Regions from separate parts of the Mus musculus genome. Here all the other regions are linked to region 1. Evidence: chromatin contacts called from public promoter capture Hi-C data. All regions are on one chromosome and are shown on one strand. Each heading gives the region's core, a stretch centred on a gene start, on an enhancer-like site or on the middle of the called end of the contact. The rest is flanking DNA. Distances are from core to core; before and after follow the strand shown. Region 1 holds the start of Spata5 (spermatogenesis associated 5). Region 2 holds the start of Hspa4l (heat shock protein 4 like). Region 3 holds the start of Plk4 (polo like kinase 4). Region 4 holds the start of Pgrmc2 (progesterone receptor membrane component 2).

The links. Promoter capture Hi-C pulls out the DNA fragments that hold promoters and counts their contacts.
Region 2: a promoter capture Hi-C map of liver shows a contact between it and region 1, with 5 times the contacts expected there. The contact joins the promoter of Hspa4l here to the promoter of Spata5 in region 1. A contact is called at or near these places in 4 of 39 promoter capture datasets (cranial neural crest, hippocampal neurons, liver and 1 more) and 1 of 484 Hi-C or Micro-C datasets (brain).
Region 3: a contact with region 1 is called in a promoter capture Hi-C map of pre-B cells. The contact joins the promoter of Plk4 here to the promoter of Spata5 in region 1. A contact is called at or near these places in 3 of 39 promoter capture datasets (cranial neural crest, hematopoietic stem and progenitor cells and pre-B cells) and 5 of 484 Hi-C or Micro-C datasets (B cells and embryonic stem cells).
Region 4: a promoter capture Hi-C map of pre-B cells shows a contact between it and region 1, with 3 times the contacts expected there. The contact joins the promoter of Pgrmc2 here to the promoter of Spata5 in region 1.

The regions. Positions count from the first base shown.
Region 1 is chr3:37,417,215-37,423,422 of GRCm38.p6, forward strand. It overlaps Spata5 (spermatogenesis associated 5), which reads left to right and starts at 2,736. Exons shown (of 16, transcript NM_001163511.2): 1 at 2,736-3,286. The coding sequence starts at 3,127. Nudt6 (nudix (nucleoside diphosphate linked moiety X)-type motif 6) reads right to left here and starts at 2,382. Exons shown (of 5, transcript NM_001291044.1): 1 at 2,128-2,382. The coding sequence starts at 2,356.
Region 2 is chr3:40,741,030-40,747,236 of GRCm38.p6, forward strand. It overlaps Hspa4l (heat shock protein 4 like), which reads left to right and starts at 4,584. Exons shown (of 19, transcript NM_011020.3): 1 at 4,584-4,755. The coding sequence starts at 4,649.
Region 3 is chr3:40,796,582-40,802,787 of GRCm38.p6, forward strand. Plk4 (polo like kinase 4) reads left to right here and starts at 3,370. Exons shown (of 16, transcript NM_011495.2): 1 at 3,370-3,702; 2 at 4,419-4,514; 3 at 5,204-5,299; 4 at 5,377-5,491. The coding sequence starts at 3,673.
Region 4 is chr3:41,079,212-41,085,159 of GRCm38.p6, forward strand. Pgrmc2 (progesterone receptor membrane component 2) reads right to left here and starts at 3,835. Exons shown (of 3, transcript NM_027558.1): 1 at 3,384-3,835. The coding sequence starts at 3,783.

The DNA of each region.
Region 1 (6,208 bases), core at 1,486-3,985:
GACTTTAATCTTCACAAATGATGATGAAAGGTGTATTTACTCCTATGGAAAAGTTCTGATGTTATTCTTGGTTTATAAGAATAGAAATTAAAAAAAAAAAGTCAGAACTATCCTGACGTATTACTAGCCTGAAGAGAGGAATATTTTTTGTGATATTTGCATTAACATGTCTATATCTTATATTGTACCTTTTATAATACATTATATATTAAGTAGTCTATCATTAAAATTCCTTCAATGAAAGTGGATTCCTCAATAGCAGTAGCATCCCTTATGCATCCTACAAGCTAATCAGCCAACTTCTACTCTACACATTTGTTTACATTATTAAAAGCAATTTTCCTTTTTTTCCCTCTAGTAATGTGGCTTTCCCTCCTTTCCCTGTGTTCATAGCTTGTATGAGCTCCTAGAAGCTCAACCTCTTCAACAGTTTTTCCTAACTACTGCTCATGCGCTACTATTATGTGAGCTTAAGGCCATATGATGTCTGTGTGATTTATTAGAACATACCATGTTCTAATACTAGACAGCATCTACTAACTAGTTTTCTAATGCTAGTTAAGATGTCATGGATTTGCAATTCTAGAAGCAGGGGTATTTCACTGCCAGGGCAAACTCTATGTGATTCCAGGCAAGGTAATTACCTCTGTAATCCTGGAAGCGAGGCAGGGGTGGGTCATGAGTTTGTAGTCAGCTTGAGCTATCTATAACATTTACCTATCTCAAAATCCCTCTGCCAAGGAAGTATTCTATGTAGGGCTAAGTATACTATAATCCTACTATCTGAGTTATGTAAAAGCAGTGGTAAATAGTGACCTTCATATGCAATATGCTTTAACAGCCTTTACTAACTCATTACAGACAACATCTAATCTCCTTAAAGAGACATCGAATCAGGCTTTCTCCTCAGATAAGCTCCTGTTTACAGGAACTGCCAACTAGTTTGGTTTAATTCCATCACAACAGAACTATTGGAAGCTCAAGAACAGTGTGAAGAAAGCAAAGACCAGAGCCAGAGGGAGGTACCCGTTGTCTCTGGGCCTTGGCACCATCATCCTTCAACTGGGCAGAGCATGTACTTCCAGGTTATGGAGATGAGATACATTCCTAGTTGTTAGATTCTTAAAACAATGTCTAATACTTGATAATGACAGTGAAATGTTTTATTAAAGGGGTCTCATTCAGCGTGTCTTTGATCACACTTATCCAGTATTCAGAGCTGGCTAGCATTAGAAGTCTTTTTAGTGGTCATTTGATTAATGAATACCTGGAAAAGTTCGTAACACAATCTTGAACTCGAACCTTGGACTTGTTTCAAGATCCAATACACTTCTGGAGTGGTGCTTAGATTATCATCTCCCACTGGGAAAAACTATCTAAGTATGGCAAATGCCTGTGCCCATCCATATACGTGCACATATCAGAGGATGAACTGATTCGATTCTCCTACTGGTGAAAGTGTTGAAGTCTAAGCACTTATAAGCAGGAGAGATGATGTTAAATAGCCTTGTTTGAAGATTAAACAGCATTAGAGTCGCTAACTTGCCGTGTTTGTTGCTCACAGAATAAAGATCATTTGTGGTTTCCTGGTTATGTGAAAGGATCTTTTCCATTCCATGCTAAATTTCCATGCTATGCCTTCAGTTTGAAAAACAGGCTGTTCTAACAAATCAGACACTTATCCCAAAGTGAGGGGGACTCCTTCACACAAGCATCCTTTCAGATAACTGGGTTCACCGTTCAAAGCCAGTGATGTACCAGTGATGTGTTCCTACTGAAAACTGCAAAGCTCTGTGGGTAGATGCAAGCACTGGCACCCATCCCGGTTAGGAAACCGTTTTGCTTGGCAAAGCATGTGGCAGAATCCAAGTAGCAGCAAAACTAAGGTTGCAAGGTAGCACACAGTGAGGCTGTCAGTGTTTACTAAGAGTTAAAGGCGTGGCCGACACCGTGCTAGGCGCTGCGAATCCCGTGTCAGTCTCAGGGGCAAGCATTCAGGGTTCGGGCCGGGACGTGGCTGAGGGCACTTCCAGGTCACAGCGAGAGGACCGCTGGGTGTCCTTTCAGCTTTCACCTCAGAGCCCACACGCTCCGCCCTGGTTTCCGGGGCCCGAGACCCGCACTTGCCCTGCAAGAGCCTCCGGAAGGCGGCGGCATCCAGCCCGTGCAACGTATGGTGCCGCGACAAGTGCACCGAGACGCCCCCAAATCTGTCCAGCTCGCCTTGTAGCTCGGCCCCGCAGGAGCCCGGGGTCTCCAGGCCGCCCGAGGCTGTGCGCCGCCCCGGCCGGAGCCTGGCTCCGCCCGCGTAAAGCAATGTGGAGAACCAGTAGCGGGTCCTCCTCACCCACCACATGGCTGCACCTAGCCTTTCCGTTCTCCCCTTCCCGCCCCGCCCACATCGCCTGACGTAGCATCTCTTCCCTGTCGCACGCCCCGCCCCTTCCAGCCCTGCCCGGTCTACCACGCCAGACGTAGCCTGGTCTCATCCTGGGCGCACGCCCCGCCCCTTCCCGCCCCGCCCACATCGCCTGACGTAGCCTTGTCTCCTCCAGGGAGCACGCCCCGCCCCTTCCCGCCCCACTCTCGTGACCCCGTGCAACCTCACCTCTTTCCGGCGATCGCCCCGCCCCATCTCGCGGCGAACACTCTCAGGCCTCTTCCGGAGCTCGCTCCGCCCCTTTTCGCTGGGAGGAGGGCCGACCGTAAACTCTCGAAACGTGTCTCCACCCGCTAAGCTTGAGCTGGACTTGCCATTTGGTAGAGCTTAGTGGAGCTGACTGTCCTCGACGGGTCTGGAACAGAGAGGAGAAACTTTCGGATTTTGTTGTTGTTACTTTAAGCCCAACCACATTCGCTTCGGGACTAGGCAAAGCAGCGGAACAGCCGAAGTCCACTTTTCAAGGGTTCATAACGTCAACGGCGGTGCCTACGCCTAGCCCTTCTTTCTTTCCGAAACGGTGTCTTGCGAGACCCTCGCTCTCCGCCTCCGCCTCGTGGGTGGCGCTTCTACGCGGAGCATTACGGCGTGCGCGCCGCGCCGCTGACCTCTGACCCGGAAGTTTGATCCCCGTGCCGCGCACGTTGAGCCGGCTCGGGGCTGCTTTTCTCCGACAGCCTGCGGTCATGTCTTCCAAGAAGAACCGAAAGCGGCAGAAGGAGGGCGCGGAGGGCGCCTCGCCCTCGCTCTCTGCGGCTCCGTCCCGCTCAGGGACCTCGACTCCTTTCGCCCAGCCGAGCCCGGCGGCGCCGGGGATGCTGGTGGTGACCAACTTCCTTGAGAAAGGTGAGGAAAGCGCGGGCAGCCGCGGGGCTGAGGCGCCTGAGGGGAGCGCGGCGTGTGGAGGTGGGCGTGACGCGGGAGCCCGCGGACCGCCAGGCGGCCCGGCCCGAGGCGCCCGCCCGGCCCTCTTTGCAAAAAGTTGAGGATTGCCTTTTTACTTTTTCCTCTTTCATACGTACTTCGGGAGCACTGGCGATGGCGTACGCCACGGGACCTTGACTAGCAACCCTCGAGGTGGCCTTGGCTCCTTGGAGACTCACTGTCCAGTCAGCCCGGCAAAAACGGTTCTTACCTAGTGAGCCTAGCCTGCGCTCAAACGCTAACTTGTGACGATGAACGCGTACTGCCTAACAGCGCTCTGGCTGTAGGGACAACGGCAGCGTTTAGTTACTGCTGTTGACTAGTCGCACCCTGGTGTTAGTCCTAAGTTATCCCGTCACGTGTGCCGCTCCTCTGGTTTTTCACAGAAACTGTGGTCAAAATGAGTACGGAAAGGTCAGGTCCCCATCTCACAGATCAGAAAAGGCTAACGGAGTCGCATATCAGGTACCCAGGCACCAGTGGCTGGCAGAGTCCGTGTTGGAGTACAGGTCTCTTTGATTCCGGAGCTGTTTGTCTGAGATGAGTTTTGTTGGCTTGGTGAATGGACAGACTTCACGTCTGAAAAATGAGCTACTTGGTAAACCTTTTAGCTTGTATGATGTGTAGTGGTTCTGAAAAGTGGAGCAGACTGACGAGGGACATAGTTTTTTTTGTGTGTCCAGAAAGATTGTCAAGACTGTCTTAGCATTAGCACAGTGTTTAATCTGCCTTAGCAATCAGGATACAGCTTGTTCTGTTCTGCAGATTCAACAGCTTTTCAAGTAGTTCCTTCCCACTGTCATTTACACATGTCAATTCTCTACTGCCTTACACCACTGGAAAGGTTTCACAGTGTCTTCCCGCCACCCCCCTCTCTCTGTACCTTTTAATTGTCTACTCACTAAATGGAGTGTTCTCTGCATGCTTGTCAGTCACATACCACAATTTCCATGCCATGGTCTCTTGGGCACTGCTTTGTAATGGTCACAGATAGTCTCCGTGTTGTCAAATCCAGTGGCTGGTTTTCATTACTCGCCTTTTGACTCTGTAGCCTTTGCCAGTGTTAATCTTTTCTTCCTCAAAACATCTTCCTACTTATTTTATTTACCGTTACACTTTCCTAGTTTTTCTCCATGTGCATTGGCAGTTATTTTCTCTATTCCATCTGATTCTGAAATACTGAAGTTTCTCAAGTTTAAGTCTGATACCCTCTTTCTTCTCTAAATATTCTTTAAGGCAAGAATATCCAAAACTAAGTTTCCCATTTATATTCTCATCAATTTTGATTTTATTTTTGTACAGCATACTATTTTTGAGTCTTAAGTTGTGCTTTATGTCATGATTTCTCAAACATTTTATGTAGCAAAGTTAAAAATGTTCAGTAGGTCACAGATTGACACTTTAATAAGATAGTGTAATTAGAAAAAGTTTAAAAAGCAGAATAATGAAATTTATTGGGTTCACAGACACAAACTTTTGTCTGCTTGCAGTAAAAGTTTCTAAGTGATTTTTTTCGTACTTAACCTTACTATGAACTAGTAACAAGTAGTTTGTACGTTATATTTTGAATAGCATTGTCCATTACCTCTTCCCTTAATTTCAGTCACTTAATCAACTTCCTAAGCTGTTGTCTTCTTCCAGTAATGCAAGCTTTAATCCTTACAAAATTCAGAAACCTAGGAGTCAGGCATAATGCCACCCATTCTCTCCTCAGTGTCTGTTCCGTTGCTGATGTCATCCAGATAGTCTCTGTGTTCCTCTTCCTAGCACTCCTGCTGCTTCTCAACAACTCAAACAGCATCATCTCCCACCTAATAGCATTGTCCATTACCTCTTCCCTTAATTTCAGTCACTTAATCAACTTCCTAAGCCGTTGTCTTCTTCCAGTAATGCAAGCTTTAATCCTTACAAATTTCAGAAACCTGTTCTCTTACTCTTTTTCTACTTTATAGTTAGCATGTTTTTTAAAATAAAAATTTGTCATGGTCCTACTATTAATCCCTATGGGCTTCCATTGCTGTCAGGGTTATGACCAGTATCTTGATGCTGCCACAGATGGTTTTGGCCTTCCTTAAGCAACCTTCTTAGTCTTTGAAGGATGCATCATGCTCCTGTCTATCCTCAGCATTTCTGTATGCGTTTTTTTTTTCTGTTGAGAAATACAAATTCTCTTCCTATTTAGTTATTTTTTCATCTTCCTCCATACCTGAATGTTAGCAGTACTTTTTTGAATAGCAGTTTCTAATTCTTCCAAATTAGGTCAGATTACACATAATAGGCTTTGCTAGGTCCCTCAGTATTCTATTATTGTATAATTATAGTTTGTCACTATACAGTTATTCTGTACTCATTTAATAATTCATCCTGTTAGATTATAAAACTCCATGAGGTGATAGAGCAAGGGTGGATGGTTGATTGAAATTGATTTTATGGGCTAGTGAAATGATTTAGTAGGTAAAGATTTTAAGGACTAGAGTTCAGCTATCAGCCATGTAAAAAGCTAGGTGTGGGAGCTAGAGAGATAGTTCAGTGGGTAAAAGGACCTGTGTTTGAATCCCCAGAACCCATGAGAAAAACAAAGTATGGCAGTATATCTTGTAACTAAATAATTGGGGCTAGAGAGCTCACTGGCCCAGATTAGCCAAAAGCTATCAAACTTCTTTCTGATTAAGTAAGAGACCCTGTCTCAACACATTAAACACAGAGCTATGGTGTGGTACATACTTGTAATGTATGGGGAGACTGTCCTAGTTTTCGTTCCATTGCTGCAATCAAATACCTGCAAAAGCAGCTTAAGGGAGAATGGGTTTGTTATGGCTCATAATTCCAGGTTGTAGTTCATCA
Region 2 (6,207 bases), core at 3,334-5,833, 3.3 Mb after region 1:
TTAGAGTTGATTATGAGCAAGTTGATGTGGGTGCTGGGAACCCAACCTTGGTCCTCTGCAAAAGCAGCAATCCCTCTTGACCTCTGAGGCATTTCTCCAGTTCTCCTCCCATTATTTTCAATAAAAAAAAAAAAAGAAAGAAAACTGAAAAAAAAAAAAAAAACCTTAAAGGTTACATACACAAAGTAAGTAAAATCCACAGACTCGTAATTATGAAATTCCAAGATAGGAAAAACAGTCCAAATCTTTAAATGTTTGGTCTAAAAACTGACCAAAACTCTAAATGGGTTAGTATTTAGACTCATTAATAGTGGATGCTAGAGAGGGGAAATCCAGTTAATTCTAGAAGCTGGGAGTACAGCTCACTGGTAAATATGTGCTCAGTATGCATGGGGTTCTGGGCTAACCAAAACTATAGTCAACTACATTATGACCCACTAGTTGAGATAATATTTTAAATAGTTCATTCAAAGACATCTGCTGAAAGATTTACAAATCTGAACCCAGGAGTGGTAGGCATGTAAAAAAAGGTGGTGGTATAAACAAATCAAACCTAGCTAAGTGCTTGCAGGCTTTGAAAGGAAAAAAAAAAAAAAAAAACGCTAACTTTTGTGTATTTGGGAAAAATTTAGCCCCCTGTTTACTTGTCTTGTGATTTTACATACATTCTGGTCTCTTCCTTCTTAATATAAGTTTTACAGGAGGAGGCTTGAATGTGACATTAGTTATATTATGCTTAGGTAGGTAAGTTTGCTTACATATGAGGTTCAATAATCACAAATCCACAAGTGTATCAGTCACTTACTGGTGATACCAGAATAAAGATGGTATGTTTAATCTTCATTGCTCACTCTTCTTTCTCACCTGCTTGAAAATTTGGGCAAGAGTATAGCTAAAATAATTTCTAAAAGAAATTTTATTAAGGTATCATATGAATGAATTATAAGACATTGAATACTGTCTTAGGATTTCTATTGCTGTGGAAAAAACCCTATGCCCCAAAACAATGTGGGGAGAAAAGGGTTTATTTTGCTTACCCTCCACATCTCAGTCCATTGTGAAGGAAAGTCAGGGCTGTAATCTGGAGGTGGGAGCTCATGAAAAGGCCTTGGGGTGCTGCTTGGTGTCATGCTCTCCAGGCCTGCTCACATTGCCTTCTCTTACACCCCAGGCTTGCCTCACATCAGTCACCTACGAAAATGCACCACAGGCCAGCCTTGTGGGGACGTTTTCTCATCTGAGGTTCCCATTTCCCAAATGATTCTACCTTGTGTCAAGTTGGCATATAACCAGCCAGCACATTAATGAAACAACTATTTAACTCTAGAGATTAAAGGTGTTTGGGGGAAACAGACCAGTCTAAGCTATTTAAGTCAGTTGCAGATTGCTTTCTGAGAATGTATGAGGTCTTGGGTTCAATCCCCAGTTGAGGGGGGAAAAACAAACAGAAACAGTAAAGAGCAGATTGAACAAAAAACTAAGACATAACAACGAAGGCAAGTAAACCAAAAGCTGGTTCTTTTAAATAGTAATGATAAGAACCAAGAAAAAGACACAAGGAATATTAAGACTGGAGAAAGACAAAAACTATAAAAGAAGAGCACTGACTTAAATAAACCAATGTCTGTCAACAAATTTGAAGTTGATAAAATAGTAATTTTTGATAAAAATATGACTTGATTGAAAAATAGTACAAGACATGAATAAACTACCCACTAAAATAATGTAACCAGTGGTCATAAATCTTTGTCAGAGAAAACAGGAATCTCGTTCTAATTCTACAAAACTCATGTCAGATGGTTTAAATGAGAATGACACCATAGGCTCATATATTTGAAGACTTGGTCTCCAGTTGTTGGAACTATTTGAAAAGGATTATGGGCCTTTTGGAGAAGGTATGTCACTGGTGATGGGCTCTGAGATTTCAAAAGCCCAAACCATTTCCATTTAGCTTTCTGTGCCTTCCTTTTATGGATCAAGACATATGCTCTCAGCTACTGCTCCAGTGCCGTGCCTGCCTGCCTGCTGCCATGCTTCCCACCATAATGGTCATGAGCACGAATACTCTGAAATTGTAAGTTCCAAATAAACTCTACTGTAACTTGTCTTGGTCATCAATTAAAAAAAAAAAAAACCTAAAAAAGCTGGTCTTGATTAAGAGTAAAGGAAGCAAACTGGTCAGTGAATATAGATGCAAATGTTCTACATAATTATCACAAGTGTGACTATGGGTGATTTGTCGGAGGAATAGGAGGGTGTTAAAGAGTTTGTTAATATTTTTCACTGAGTAATAGGTTGAGAATAGGGGTCTCATTCAATGATTAGCATTTGCTAAATTTCAGCATCAAGAAAAGAAAAACTTAGCGAACTAGCAATATTTAGGTTTAAATTTCTTATAAACACAAAATTTTCTGTTAGAGACAAGTATGCTCACTACTATTCCTTATAGTCTACATTTTATTGGTGATCGTACTTATCATTAGAGAAAGCAATAATAAAAGGACAAAATGAAGGAGGTCCTTCACAGGCTATATGTTTTGAAACCGAGAGGGTCCAATAAGCTAAAAGAACCAGAATCTACAATAGAGTGCAGCAAGTTTCCTAGCTACAGGATCAATATAAATTACCATTATCCTTATATTCCAATAGCAGCTAAGCATAGTTATATTGACATGTTGATGTCATGCATAAATGCTGTGTTTACATTTAGCCTGAAAACAGTCCAGGGAGTAATATTATCTTAAGAGACACTGAGCCCACGGCTTGGAAAGTAATTGCCAAAGGTCCTAGAGGCAGTAAAGGTTATGTATGCCTGGGGTTACTACATGAATCCATGTAACTTCCAAGTGCTTGTCCTGTTTTAACTACTAAGTACTCATTTCCTCCTGTTAGCTGTAAAGAATCAGAACTCTTTGTTCCTGGCATCAATGCCTTCTTTTTACTTAATATTTTAAGGGTTTAATAGGAAAAAAAATTTTTACACGTGAGATTCCAAAAACATCATACACAAATAAAATGAAATTCGTGGTCCTAGGAGAGCTTCAAGATATCCAGGAATAAATCTAGCCAGCGGCAGATCATTATCCCTTAGGATAATGGCTAAATGGGGCAACTTAGTAGTGGAAGCCACTGAGACCCAGAGTTCTGAGGGGCCAGAAGCATCCAATCCCTGCTCTGTGTGCGCACAGCCTGCTGGGAAGCCAAGGTAGGTGGTCTCCTAAGAAAGTGCTGAGTGGGTCAGAGCATGCCCCCTGCAGACTCTGAAGTCAAAAAAGATTCTTTAGAGACACTAGAGTTGGAACAATAGTGGCGTCCCAGTTGACTTGGTATAGTTCCTAAAATGTATTTTGTATTCATTATAGCAACAGCGGGGGCTATTGCCACACTTGCTGCTGCCGCCCTAACAGCAGTGTTAATAGTGAAGCGATTGAGTAACTTAAGAAGGAGCACAAATACGGACTATGAGAGTACTGAATATGCGGATAAAAATTCCGTGTCAAATTCCAAGGTGAAACAGGAAGCACACAAAAACTTGGACGAGCTGGAAGAGGGATTACACAAGGAATTGGATGAGAAGGGTCACCAGACACAGGAACTGGACGAGAAGGGTCAGAATGTACATGAAGAACTAGATAAGAAGAGCCCACAGATACATGAAGAACTGGACCCTAAGGAACGTGGGACACAGGGGCTGGATAAAAAAGAGCCAAATTCACACTGGGATGTGCATGGAAAGGACCAGGACCGCCAGACTTCGTAAGCATGAGCTAAAACTTGTTCAAGTGCACACAGGCAGCACGCCTCCTCACAAGGCAGGCTTCTTCTCTGAAGCTCCCTGGGCAAGCAGGCCAGGGCCTAGAAAACCACTTTTTCATGGAGGAAGGTGACAGGTTGGGACCGGGCGCAGCAGGGTAGCTCTGAGAAGCGGGCGACCCTGGCACCGCACAATGGGCACCACCTCACAGAGGGGCTGCAGGAGGAGCCTCAGCACGAGCCGCACGCGGGCGGCCCCTCGGGGCTGCGAGGCCGGCGGTGAGATCCCAGGCTGTGGCTCTCGGGGACCCTGGGAGGATGCGGGCGGCCAGAGCGAGCGGTGCTGCGGAGAGCAACGCGGAGGAGGGAGGCGCTGCTAGGAGGGCGGCGCTTAGAAGAGCGTCCGCGAGACACCGCTGCCCCGGCGTTGCCGGGAGACGGCTTCGCCCCCCCCCCCCAGGCGTCGCCCGACCGCTGCCCCGCCCCGTCCCGCCCCGCCCTGCCCCGCGGCTCCGCGGCCTCCCCTCCCTCTTTCCAGCTCTTTCTCGAACCTGCCACTCCGCAGCGAGCCGTTGCCGAGCGCTGACGGGAGCGGCCGAGGGCGAGGCCGCCCAGCCTCAGCCGACCGGTGGCTCGCGCCTCCCGGGGCCGAGCGCGCAGGCGCAGACCGCAGTAACTGCCGGTTGGGGGCGGCGAACCGCAGTGGAGACTAGGCGGCGGGCCGGGCGGAGGCGGCGCGGCTCAGGCGGGCGGCTCCACCTCCGCAGTTCCGACGCCCTGCCCTAGATTTTCCGATAGAGAGTGGGTCCTCTCCTTTGCTTCTCGCAGGAGTCGCAGCGCCCGCAGTGGGGACCCGCAGCGGGACGCGGTCTCCGCAGCCCGAGCCTTAAGCGGGATGTCGGTGGTGGGCATTGACCTCGGCTTCCTCAACTGCTACATCGCTGTAGCGAGGAGCGGCGGCATCGAGACCATCGCCAACGAGTACAGCGACAGGTGCACGCCGTAAGTGCCGCACGCCCCCTTTCCTGGGGTGGGGCCCGGGACGCCCCCTGTGACAGGTGCAGCGTCTACAGCCAGACGAGGAGGGCAGGGGCTTCCCTCTGGCTGCTCGGCTCGCCTCATCTCTGCTTGCCGCAGACATCCCTGACCCTGGGGCCCCTGCGTTGGGCTGCAGGAGGCCATGGGGGGGCCACCTCGGCATGGCGTCCTGGACAGGGAAGAAAGGTCTGAGGCAACCAGAGAGGGGTGACCTGGGATTATCCTGTACTAGGAAGTCGGCTAGAGCTCTGCATTCTGCCCTCCCTCCCCCATCTCCTGAGCGACAGCTTTCTCAGAAAAGTGACCCCTGGTTATTGCACACCTAAGAAAACGAAGGGCAGTTTTCCTAACACTAGAAGTCATTGGCTTTATTTATTTATTTATCTGTCTGTGTGTTTATAGAAAGGAGAGATGAGGTGGTGTCCTTGAGAATTTGAGATGATCTGACCAGTTTCCGGAGGGATTAGGTTAACGGTGCATTCACTATGAGACTCGGACAATGGGAATCTTAGCTGTACATTGGCAGTATCTTTCAGTTAGTGGAAATTGCCGTTGTTAGAAGCTACTACCCAAAGTGCGTGTCTACAGAGTGAATTGTTGGTGAGTCAGAGGCAACGATCCTGTGTAAACAGGATTGTGGAGTGTTTCCATTATGAACTCTTGATGAAAGACTATGTAGCATTATGTCATGGAAACGTGTGTCCACACGTTCACTTCTTTCTCCTTTCTGGAAAGTTTGTTGGCAAAGAACACAACTAATACTTGCACAAGAAAAAACTCTTTGTACACTCTTGTTCACCTATAATTTGATGAGGAAAATTTTGTTCATGTGTTTTTTTTTTTTTTTGGAAAGATGAATGATCCATACTATATTTTTAAATTAAACTAATTCAGCCAAGATCAGTGTAAAACCATCTTTAAATGATGAGGTTAAAATAGTTCTAGTAGTTTAAGAATGTGACAGTATGTTTCAGAGTAGCTTTAGTGAATACAGAATGCTTTGATTTCTTTCCAAATGTAGTCTGCAATGTTTTAGGCCTCCTCTTTTTCTAGATTGACCCATCACATCTCTATTGAAATTCTAGATAAACAAATGTGAACATTAGCCACATAACCACCATAATTCCAGGACCAATAATTTACTCATGATTTATTAATTTATTAAGTATATATTATGAAAAATTATTAAACTTAGAAATATAGGTACATGAAGAGGCAAAATTAAAAATTAAAATTCTATCCAAAAATAAGACTTTTAGGTAGTTTTCTATTTGTTTCTAAAGTAGAAAACTTGACGTTATGTTAACTAACCTCTATGTAAGGTATTTCTATTCCATTGTTTTAGTGTTTGTATAATCATTAATTCCATCCCATATTCTGCTTTCAGGTTGCTCATATTTTATTTTTGCAGATGTT
Region 3 (6,206 bases), core at 2,120-4,619, 3.4 Mb after region 1:
GTGCAAGTGTGTGGATCCAGAGCACCCACTTAAAACAAAGCAAAACTAGGGTTAGTGGCACTGAGGAAATGGACTCATGAGATCCCTAGATCCCTACAGGTTTAGTGAGAGACCACATCTCAAAGCCCGCTGTGGTAGTGTACGTCTTTAATCCCAGTATTTGGGAAGCAGAGGCAGGACGAATTCTGTGTCTCAAGATCAGTTCCGGATACAAAAGTAACTGCTGTTCCTAATAAAATGTGTGTGTGTGTGTGTGTGTGTGTGTGTTCCTGATAAAGGAACATACTAATAAAAATAATTGCTGTTCCTGATAAAAAAATAAATATAATATATGCAATATTAATCTTCTGGGGGGATTAAGATAGCTTGTAAAAAAAGGATATGTATCCTCAATCTAGAAAAACATTTATGTCATACACTTTAAATTTCCAAATTATCTCAGCCACAGAGTGGTGGTAGTGGTGCACTCCTTTAATCCCAGCACTCCAGAGGCAGAGACAGATCTCTTCACCTGCTTTACAGAACAAGTTCCATGACAGCCAGAGCTACACAGAGAAACCCAGTCTCAAAGTCTCAATGAAATGCACATATTCTAAAAGTCTTAGATGGTTAAGCTACAGTCAGCTGTTCATGAGTTGAAAATTTGAAAGGGTTTCTTAAAAAAAAAAAAAAGCTCTCTAGTTAGGTAATATGAGGAAGGAGAATGTTTTAGAGGTAAGAAAGGACTGTTATAAGCATGTCTTTACTAACTTATCTACAAAATTTCCCCCTTTGGATAAAGACATAGATTCAAGATGGTTCACACAGCCCGGAAGTCTCACAGGCAGCATGATGTCAGCAGAGTGAGCACACTTTCCGCAGTGATGCTTTGGCCACCTGTTTAATCTCACTGTCAACAGGATAAAACTGATTTCCTTAGTGATCAGAGATGACAAGAATATAAAATTAATAGAAGATAACATAAACTAAATTGTAATCCATTGCTAAAAGAAGAAAACATTGAAATCACATTAAAAAGTCTAGTAGCCAGGTGAGTACTAGTGAAACAGAGGGAGGGTGTCCATTGCAAGTAAGTACAAAGTCAGGTCTACAGAGACCTTGTCTTAGTAAGTAAATAAAAACCTAAACACTGATAGCTACTTTAATGACATCATATTTGCCAGTTTGAAGAGTATTTGTGGCTTATAGAAGATCCAAAAAAAAAAAAGATGTAGTAGAGAAAAAGTTATGCTAAGAACATACAAAAAGGTAAGTGAAAGGCTAAGAAAAAATGATTCTACAGGTTAAAAAAATGTTTCTGTAAATATGAGTAGTATAAATTAAAACTTTAGAGCATAAAGAGGGTATTCTTTGATTATAGAGAATTCATTAGAAATATATATGAGCTCTGACACAGGTCTGAGAACATAGACTGCAGCTGACAATGAAGTGATAACACAAGGCAAATATATAAAGCAACAAAAAGTAACGAGGGCATGGATTTATATCAACAGACTATTAATGGGCTCTGATAAACTTTAAATACATGTGAAATATTTACAAAAACTCTGAGGCCACAAAATAAAGCCCAGGAATACCAAAGACATCTGCAAGACTTTTAAGCAACAGTCTAAATCATCTATGAAACTAGATCGGGTAGCACACATCTAAAATCTAGCTCTGGAATTCAAGGCCAGCCTGAGGTGCATAGCATGACCCTGAGTCATAATAATCTTATTTGCCTATTAAGACACTGCAAGGGAAATTCTAATATGCCAGTGTGCTTGAAATTAGAATTCTAGAATGTTAAATCATGTTGAAAATTGAGAGTGCTTCTATGAATGTAAACATTCCTTAAACTACAAATGAATCCATTAAATTGCAGGTTTTTGTTTTTGATGTGCAATCATTCCTGTGTGTACGTAAATTACGTGTTCATTATAAAGTATCTTCACACAAGCTCCATCCGGCAGGCACGGTGCTTTGTTTTCAAACAGCTTTGAGAAAGTTCTGTACATGAGATCAGCTTTTTTGTTTGTAGATTTTATTTTTATAACGTGAGTTTATGTGAGTATAGGTTTGTGTACATGAGTGCTATGTCGATAGGAGCCAGAAGGTGGCATCAGAGCCCCTGGACGTGGATAACAGGAGGCTAGCTGACAGCATTGAGTACTGATAGGCAAATATGGCTCTCTCCCACAGCAGCTAGGTCTCACTCACTATGTCGGTATCTCCTACCCCTGAGATGTGCACAGTGTCTGAAAAGCATGAAACTTGTGAAGTGATGCCTTGCTTGCAGGATAACGTGTTCATTTAAATATGTGTGGAGGTTGGCCTTAATTGTCTCAAGGATACTGCAGCCAAAGACAAAAAGGTCCTAAATGAGGACCTCACTCAGCATAGAACCTTTTAAAAGTGCCCGCTAGCCTATTCCTCTTATTCCTAACTATAAATTGCCCTTGGAGACACAGGCCCCCACTAAGACGACTCATCTTTGTTGATAGACCCCCTGACCACCCAGGTGCCATCATCTCTGATTTGCTGTCTTTCCAAATGAATCTTTCCTTGCCTCACTTCTTGTCCTGGAATCACTGGCATTTGGGGATAGCAATCTAGACCTGGATTGGAACACTATTAGGAGTTGAGATAAAACACAGACACAGAGAGAACACACTATTGAGGATCTTCAGAAAACAAGTCACTACTTTGGATCTTTTTGCATCTGATTAAAAAATCTCAAAACAATTAGGCTAAAAAGCAAACCCCTGTCGGATTATTTACTAGCAACTAATGTAAAGATCCATACCACTACTCTTTCTTCAAAACATTTTTAGAGGAAAATGACTTAGCCTAGGTCACTCACATATGGCTCAAAATAAATTTGTAAGATTGGTAGCCCAGGTTAGCCTGGAACTCCTTAGAGTCCAAGAATGGACTGACTCAACCCCAGTGCGTCGCTGTGTCCAACCTTTAATATCTGTCCGGGCAGCGGGTTGCTGGGAAAGAAGAAACTAGAACCCAAGGACATGTCCACGCTTGGAAAGCATTTTACCACTTAGGTACATCCCCAGGCTTTTTTTACTTTAGAGTCGGTGTTTTCCCTATACAGTTCATCTTAAAGCACCACACATTAATAGCTGTAAAAAAGGAAAATGGCACAACGGTGTACATGGTGGGCTGGCGGGTTCGGGGCTGTTCTAAGGAAAGTAATGGACTTTTCCCCCTAGTTCTCTTTAGGCCAAACCTACACACTTATTTAAAAGACTTTCTGCGGGAAGCCAAAGCCCTATTATCCTTCAGGTCAAAACGTAACCTATTATTAGCGTCCGCGCTACGGTCAGTCGTACACTGACCGCTTTCCGTCAAACTTAAAACCCACTTCCGGCCTAGAGCGAGGGAAAGCCCCTGCTGCGCATGCGTGTCGGTCTCCGCCTCTAAGAAGTGGAGAGTGTGCTGACGTCACCGCCAGGCTGGCTCGTTCGGAGACCGGCGGGAATTTTTCAAAATGGGAGCTCCGGGGCGCCGCCCAGGCCTCGGGAGGTACCGGGGGTACCTTTCGGTGGCGTTGGCGGCGTCGCCAGCGGCGGCGTAGAGAAGGCGTCCTGATGGGCGCCAAGACCTGCTGGCTTCTCGGAGCGCTGCCTCGGAGGGACTGCGAGAAGGCCGAGCCCCGGGCGCCGGCGGCTCGGGAACATGGCGGCGTGCATCGGGGAGAGGATCGAGGTGAGGCCGGCGGGCGCGGAGCTGAGGGAAGGTCCGATGGAGGCGGACTCTGGTATTCCGGGACCCAGTGAGCTGAGGTGAACCGAGCGCAGTGCTGAGGGGAGGTCCATTGTGGCTCGGCACAAACACACGGGAGACCAGACGGGTTAGCGGGCTGAGGCTGAGGCCCAGTCTGGCTCAGGCGCTCACTGGTGCTCAGTGACACTAGTAAAGCGGGGATGAGGCGGGCAGGCGCGGTGGCGGTGGCGGGGCTGATCGCCGAGGGACAGGCGAAGCGACCCGCCCCCTGGAGCCCCGCCCGGAGGGGAGCGCCTTGTACCCCGCAGGTGTGTCTCCAGCTGCGGGCCCCGCCCGGTCCTGGTCCCTTGGCGTCGGGTCCGCACTCCCGCCTCCAAAGCCGCGCTCCGCTTGCCCCCTCCCCGGGGATGGCGGTTACCGTGGCGGGAGCTGCGGCGGGAACCTGGTGGGCCAGAGGAGGGACCCGAGCTAACCAGCTCATTAGAGTCCTTAGCCTCCATCAGGGAGGGAGCTCAGAAAATCTCTCAGAGCGTCAAGATGCCTTCCACCCCAGACACCTGCATCATCGAGGTGTGGCAGCTGCTTGAACCATGTCTCCTTTTCTCTTTGGCCCATTTCACATCCCATCCCCTACCCAACTTTCTTACTTTCTAGATCTGCGATTCCTCACGTGTAATCCTTAATTTTTTTTTTAAAAGGACTTTAAGGTTGGAAATCTACTCGGTAAAGGATCATTTGCTGGTGTCTACAGAGCTGAGTCCATACACACTGGTTTGGAAGTTGCAATCAAAATGGTAAGAATGTATTAGTTATTGTTTCTTCAGTATTTTTGCAAGGTACTAGAGAGCAATGAAGGCATGCTATTTAAAATGTCCCACTCATTATCTGCTAAAGACTGCACCTTGCCACCCTGCCAAATGTGTGCATTTGTAATAATTGCATAATACATTGCATAACCAAAAGACAGCTGTTAAGTACAGCATCTGAATTTAAGGACATTTAAGAGACTCTTAACCTTGCTTAAGTGAAGTTTTATACTTTACTAGGGTTCAGGAGACCAGTACATTTTGTTGCTATGAATACTTAAGGTAATGAGAAGTCAGCAATTTATAATAATAATATGCTCATTTGTGGCTGTAACGGTCCAAGAATACCATTATGGTCAGCCTGTGATCCCAGTTCTGAAGAGTTGGGAAAAAGAAAATCCTAACTCCAGGGCCAATCTCTGCTATCACATAAATGCACTGGACATACTGGGAATGTACTCTGTTAGGTCGAGGGCAGAGCACAGATAGGAGTAAACTGACTTCAAAGACTATATTAAAAAAAAAAGACTTCTTACAATTATAGGTTGTTGTTTGAGCTTTTGTCTGGGCTTAGGGGTATAGCTAGGTGGTAGAGTGCTTTTCTCTAGCATGCACAGGGCTCTAGATCAAGCCACAACCATAAAAATCAACAAATAAATCTGCCCTCTTATTTTTAGATAGATAAGAAAGCCATGTACAAAGCTGGAATGGTACAGAGAGTCCAAAATGAGGTGAAAATACATTGCCAGTTGAAACACCCCTCTGTCTTGGAGGTAAGATACCAGATGTATTAAAGTAGTTAAGGAAAGCTGGATGTTCGTATAGTTGACGGCACCCTTTTCTGTTTTAGCTCTATAATTACTTTGAAGATAACAATTATGTCTACCTGGTATTGGAAATGTGCCACAATGGAGAAATGAACAGATATCTGAAGAACAGAATGAAGCCTTTCTCAGAAAGGGAAGGTGGGTGTCTTTTGGGGGTTGGGGTGTGGAATTTGTCTCTCTCTGTTCTGTTTGGTAAAACTTGGCTTTTCAATGTGTGGTTTTGAAAAATGTGGTATTTTTATAACATTTGTGTAATTTTGTTTTGTTGATGCAAGGACTCTGGCTGTCCTAGGCTGGTCTCAAACTCACAGTTTACCCCTCTCTCATGAGTGCTGGGATTAAAAGTATAAGCCACTACACCCAGATTAGTAATACATATTTAAATTTATTTTATTTTATTTTTTTGCATGTATTGAGTCTTTACCTGCTTGTGTGTCTGTACACTGTATGTGTGCCTGGTGCTCAGGGAGTTCAGAGGAAGAAATTAGATCCCCTGGAACCTGATTGTGAGGTACCATGTGAGTGTTGTGAATCCAGGTCCTCTGGGTGGTGAGCTAGGACTCTTATCCACTGGGCCATCCTTTCAGCCTCAACAATTTCTTTTCTGTTTTTAAGGCATGTGTATAAGTGTGCCTCTGTCTATGAGTATGTGCATGTAGTGTAGGTAGGGGTCCCTGCCCTTGGAGGGTTAACATGGATACTGGGAATAGAGTTTGGGTCCTTTGCAAGAACAGTATGTATCTCTTTATCAGCTGTGTCATCTCTCCAACCACAGATAAAACTATTTTAAATTTAAAAAGGAGAACTCCCCACAAAACTGGCATTTATAAATCAAGTATTACAAAAGTAGAGA
Region 4 (5,948 bases), core at 2,585-5,084, 3.7 Mb after region 1:
CCAAAAAATAAGACTCACAAAGTGCTACTGTAGTCATATAATGATCTACGATTACACCATTAAAACAGTCAAAACCTATATGCCCCAGTACAGGGGAACACCAGGGCCAAAAAGGGGCAGTGGGTGGGTAGGGGATTGGGGGTGGGTGGGTATGGGGGACTTTTGGGATAGCATTGAAAATGTAAACGAGGAAAATACCTAATAAAAAATAAATTAAAAAAAAAAACAGTCAAAACCTGTTCTGAATGTGAGAATGGGCTGGATGGGTAACGTGACAATGAGAAGGTATGACCTGTGAAACATGGTGAACTTGGCTTTGAGTTGTAGTGTGGCTACTTAGCAGGTAGGTACTTTGGGACAAAATCTCCAAGTTTCAGTTTTTACAAATGTAAAATGAGAATACAAATATCCTGTAGTGCCATTTTAAACAATAAATGAAACATGCTCAGGAGACATTCACAGGCCTCAGGAACTCCAGGAGAAGCTAGAGTACAGCCCACCATGAAGCCAAGGTTTAGTGTGGCAGCCATGCGGCTGAGTATCTGGACTGTTAGTGAAGAACTCATCTTAAACTATATTAATTTTAGTTAGCCATTTGTGGCTTCGGCTACCATATTGGGTAACTAAGACGTCGTAAAAGCCATGAAAACGAAAACTTGTTTGAAGTTCAAACTCTGTATGGGAAGAAATCAGAAAGGGGTAAAAAGACAAGACCAGTAACAGGATTCTCTGTAAGTTCAGCCCTGAAGCTCTCTACCACAAAGTATATAAACTTTGTGGTCAAACATATCTGGATTTCCCAGATTTATTTATGTGATCCAAGCCAGCTTACTTAAACCTCAGACTCATGTGTAAGGCAAATACTTTGCAGAAATGACAAATGCATGATCCAACCCATTCATTAGATCATTAGATGCTTAGGAACTGCAGTTTCCTACATGATCACACTATCTTTCCAAGCTGGCCAAGTACCTGACTATTAGAGTATAAAATACTATACTAACAACAAAGTCAATGCGTTCTGGCAAGCAGTCGGCAATGAACTACATTTAAAATATTGCCATTTTAATTTTAAGAACTGGAACTTTAAAGATACACAGCTGTAAGAGAATGTGTCCAGTATTATGGAGAAAAAAAAAAAAAACCCTCACAGAACAAACCTTAATCCTAAAACCTATCATTGCAGAATGGAATACACAGTGGTTGGAGAAAACAGTAAGCCTGCTAGCTCTTGGCTGAGTTTTTCAAATTACTAAGATTCTCAGGTAAGGAGAGCTGTAGGCTGAATTGTAACACCACAAAATTACTGCATTTATTTGAGGATAAAATGAAAGTTACAGGCAAATTTAAAATTTACATTTATATCCTAGCAAAACATATGGCATCAAGTCCCCTGGAAAGTACCTCAATACTTCCTATCCCTGAAAAACAAAGTAAGATCACGAGATGTTCTGGCTCCATTTAAGTTTGTCCGAATAATAAAACCTTCCAGATAGTCCTATTAGATTGTTTACTGATACCAGTAATAAAAGAACAAGGAGGTGGTTCTCTGTTCTTCTTGTTTTCAGACGGGTCTCACTATGCAGCCCCAAAAGGCAGAGACCTTACAGAGGCCTGCTTGCCTCACTCCAAGGCCTCCAGGATGGTTCTTCACTATTATCAGTGCTCAAGCCCAGGGACCCACTCTACAGCACACCTCTTAGTTTTCAACCTCTGCTGCGGTTGCCATGGAGACTGCCAAACTGACTCTTTCCGGATGTATAAGGACTGATAATGGGTCTTTTTACAAATACTCTAGACAATCTTTAACCACTGAACACACTTCAATCCAATGAGGGAAGTGTGTAACTTGGTACAAAATCTGTGCAAATTCTTCACTTTTAAAAGTTTATTTGACTTGGTCCATGTAAACAAGGTACTTGGGTCCTATTCTCTTGTTCCACATGCTCTTAAATTAAAAAAATAAAAAAGTACTAACCATGGGAGCTGATGTAAGTAAGGAGACATGATTTTTGTGTTTATATATCCAGAAGGAAATACACACACACACACACACACACACACACACACACACACACAAAGAGATTAACAGATCCAACATCAAATGCTTATTTGTGTTTCTTAGCTCTAATCCAATCAACAAACCAAAACACTCCTAAAATAGCATCCAACTGAGCATAGAAATTAGAAGCGTCTTCAGTGTCAATAAATCAATCAGGGGCAATAAGGAAATTAAAAGGAAACCTAGCTTAAAAGTTGGATGCATACCTTCCAATAAGGGGTCACTTTGGTCTCTAGCTTCATTCTTACAACTCACGCTCTCTCTTCTCCTCCCCCTCCCCTTCTGTCTTTAAAGTTTAATATTAAGCACTGCATAACCAGGCCGCACAATGTTGTTCAATTTTATGGGCTACCAACAGATACCCGGGGTCTGAAGTTTATTTGCACAATCTGCAATATAGATTACCACTACACTGCAAAAGGGCCTCTAACGGCAACTACCTTCCACGTAATTTTCTGAAAGTAAAGTTGTAAAACCTTCAGCACATGCAGGGCAGGGGGCGAGAAGTTCGACGCTTCTAGGTTCGTGCCCCCCCTCACCCCCCCAAGGCGTCTCATTCTGCTAAGGGAAAATACAATAATTTATTTTCAACGGGTATTTGAATACTTATTTTACTATTAGCAGAGAAAGAAGGAGAGGAGGGAAGGAGGGAGAGACTGAGAGAGTCGGAGACAAGAGACACGCCTGCCTCCTGGGCAGATGAGCTCCACCCCCTACACTCAGGGCCAATATCTTTGCCAGTCTTACTTATTAAGGTTTACGTTCTGGTCCGTCCTCATTTTACATACAGTTGTTAATCTTGGAAAGCATCTTGGAGCCCAAACCGACTTTTTAGAAAAAGAATGAAAACGAGTCCGGGGTGGTTGTGAAACCGAGCTCCAGGGCTTGGGACTTGAAACTACGTGTCCCTAGCCCTGACTCTCGGCAGACAAGTCCGGAGAAGGGAAAAAGTAGGCAAGTGTCAAACAGACAACCCAGAATAAGAAGAAAGCTGTCTTAACACTGGGCCAAAAACTTTGGATCGCCACTTTAGCCCTCTTGCCCCGACAAAGCCCAGAAATCAAAACGCTCCGAGGAAAGGTTGAACGCCAACGTGACTAGAGACAACTCTTAACAATTTTGAGAATTTCAGCCCCAGGAAAAGCTGCGAGGAGATACGGATTGGGAAAGGCAAGGAACGCCGAGCGCAGGTCTGTGGGGCGCCACTGAGCCCCCCACGACGCCCGCAGCTGGGGGCGTGCGCGGGGCTGCGGTCCAGGAGCGGGGCCGCGGCGGGGATAGGGTGTCCCGGATCCCCACCCCGACACCCCTCACTCCTCACCGGGGCCGTAGAACTTGCTGCCTTTGGTCACGTCGAAGACTTTCCCATTGACCGCGAGCAGGATGCGCGGCGTGCGCGCCCCGTCGTACTGGCGCAGCTGCTCCAGGCTGAAGTCCCGCTTCTTCATGCGCGGCAGCGTGGCGGCCGGGCTCTCCTCGCCCGCCCCGGGTCCCGAGCACAGACCACGCCGCCCCCAGCGCACCCACAGCCGGTAGGCCCCCAGCAGCACCAGCGCCACCAGCGCCACGTTCAGCAGCATCTCCCCGCCCGTCGCCAGCAGCGCCGCCACCCAACTGCTCCTCGCCGCCGTCGCTCCGGCGCCACCCGGGCTCCCGTCGCCGCCACTCTCCCCGCCGCTCCCCAGGGTGCTTAGCTTTACGTCCCCATCACCCGCCGCCATCACTGCCCGCCAGCGCCTTCCTCCTCCCGCCCCCTGCCCTCCCCAAGCCCGCGGCCCTGCCCACCAGGCGGCGCTCAGCCAATCACGTGAGGGGCTGGGGCGTGGCAGCGCCGGCTGCTTATTGGCTGTTGGCTGGGTAACGTTGTCTGGCTTCGCTCTCGCAGCTCGGGCTCTGGCTGGCAGCGCGCGCGGGCAACGCCCCGCCCACCTCGCCCCACACTTCCCTGCTCTCACAGCCCCAACGCTTTCAGCCTGGGGAGTGTAAGGGAAGGGCGGGGCTGAAGAAAAATAGAGTGTGCGTGGGGCGGGGGGGGGGTGGGCCGAGCCGGCTGTGCGCGTGCGTACTCGCGCGTATGGGCGGAGCGCCGTCAGGGCGCGTGCGCGGGCCCTGGGACGCCACGCGCTGGGCTCTTTTTAGCAACCCCTCCCTGCTGCGCGCGCGTGCGCCCAGAAGCGGCTTCTCTCTGAGACGGCTGGTTCGCGTCTGTGACGACGCACGGCGGAGGCCGCAATAGAGCGTGAGCTGCGGGGCCGCGTGTGAAGCTGGGCTTCGGGCACTAGCCCTAGCAGCGCCGGACACTCGGGTCCCGGCCCACGCTGCTTTTGGGCAGTGCTCCTAACAGGAGTCGGACGCAAGCTCTTCTGCGCTTTGCTCCCCGGCGGTGGGCGTGCGCGGATAAAGCAGCCTGTGGCTCTAGCTCCATAGCCTTGCTCGGGGCCTGCGAGAGTGCTTTCCAGTGTGAATTCCACCCATCTCGCGCCCTCAGCTAGTTTGACAGGCTTCTGTCACTCTGCTTGTGAGGAAGGAAGATGCATCCAGGGAATGGCCAGTTCCTTATAACTTTGAACAACCGGGGGTGGGGGACAGGTATAGACGAATGGTGGCAGCCTAGGGGTGAGCTACCCGGCATAAAGGAGCTGACTCAGAAAGGAGCTGACTCAGGCTTTGGCGTGAACAGTATAGAAAAGTAGGGATGGGCTTTTCTGGCTGCTATTAGTTTTTAGGTAACTGTCTTTAGTGTCAATGGACAGGAGAGCCCTACCCACTAACGGTACTGGTGATCATAACTTCCCTAGAGAGGTTTTAACACTCGAAAGGATGGGAAACCAGCCATTGTACATAAGACTCATCGTGGCTTTTTTTTGGGGGGGGGGGGGGGGAAGGTGCTGAAATTTTTTTCTGTAATGGATTATATATTTAGGTGCTGTGGGCCATAAGGTCTCTCTGTCCCAACTGTTACATAAATAATAGAGAATGAGCATGATAGTGTTTCTATTAAAAATGTACTTAGAGACACCGAAATTTGAATTTGTCATGAAATACCGTCTTTTTGTTTTTGAGACGGTTCAGTGTGTTCCAGATTGGCTTTGCACTTGATATGTAGATGAAGATGGCCATGAACTTGCATACCAGCAAGCACATTCCCTTGCCCATCATTATGACTTTTAAATCACTTAACGTTAAAGTCGGTTCAGCCCCTGAGTAGGTATAGAAACAGCCTGTAAGCTATATTTTGCCAATCCCAGTCTGAGAATTTTTTTTTTTTTGAGTCAGAGCTGTTGTCTTTAATTGAGAATTAGTAAGTGACCATATAATCTTTACACTGCAAGAACGGGAGTAAAGCCAGATTGGCACAGGCCAACCTCAGTAGTCACCAGAAGGGTTAGAAGTCACAGTTCCTGTGGGACTTGCTAACAGAAAATGGAGATGTCAGTGATGGAAACTGGTTTTGGGAAAGAACGGTGGTAGCAATCTCAAGTATCTGTCAGTTGAAATAATGGCAGTAGGAAGAAAGGATCTCGGAGGTTTCATAGTAGGCATCTTTCTGTTCAGAATTGGGTCACAGGCTCTCCTTAAAACATTACCGTTTAGTGAGATTGCCTTTTGTTACATGGCTTTGGGGAGTGCTTAGGGAAGACTGTACTGGACATGGGGCCATGGCTGGTCACTTAAGGCATTATGACATGGAAAAACCTCTTCCTTACTAGTGCAGACTTGCTCCCTTGGAGGGTGCTACCAACTGAGAACCACTGGTATTAACTTGGCCAGGCATAACTCTGAGCTAAATTATGAGATAAATTTGTGCTTCGCTTAAGTGGTTTAGAAGAGAAGAATTGAAAAGCATTGTATTTCTGTTGCCTCCTACATGGGATGGGCAATGTTG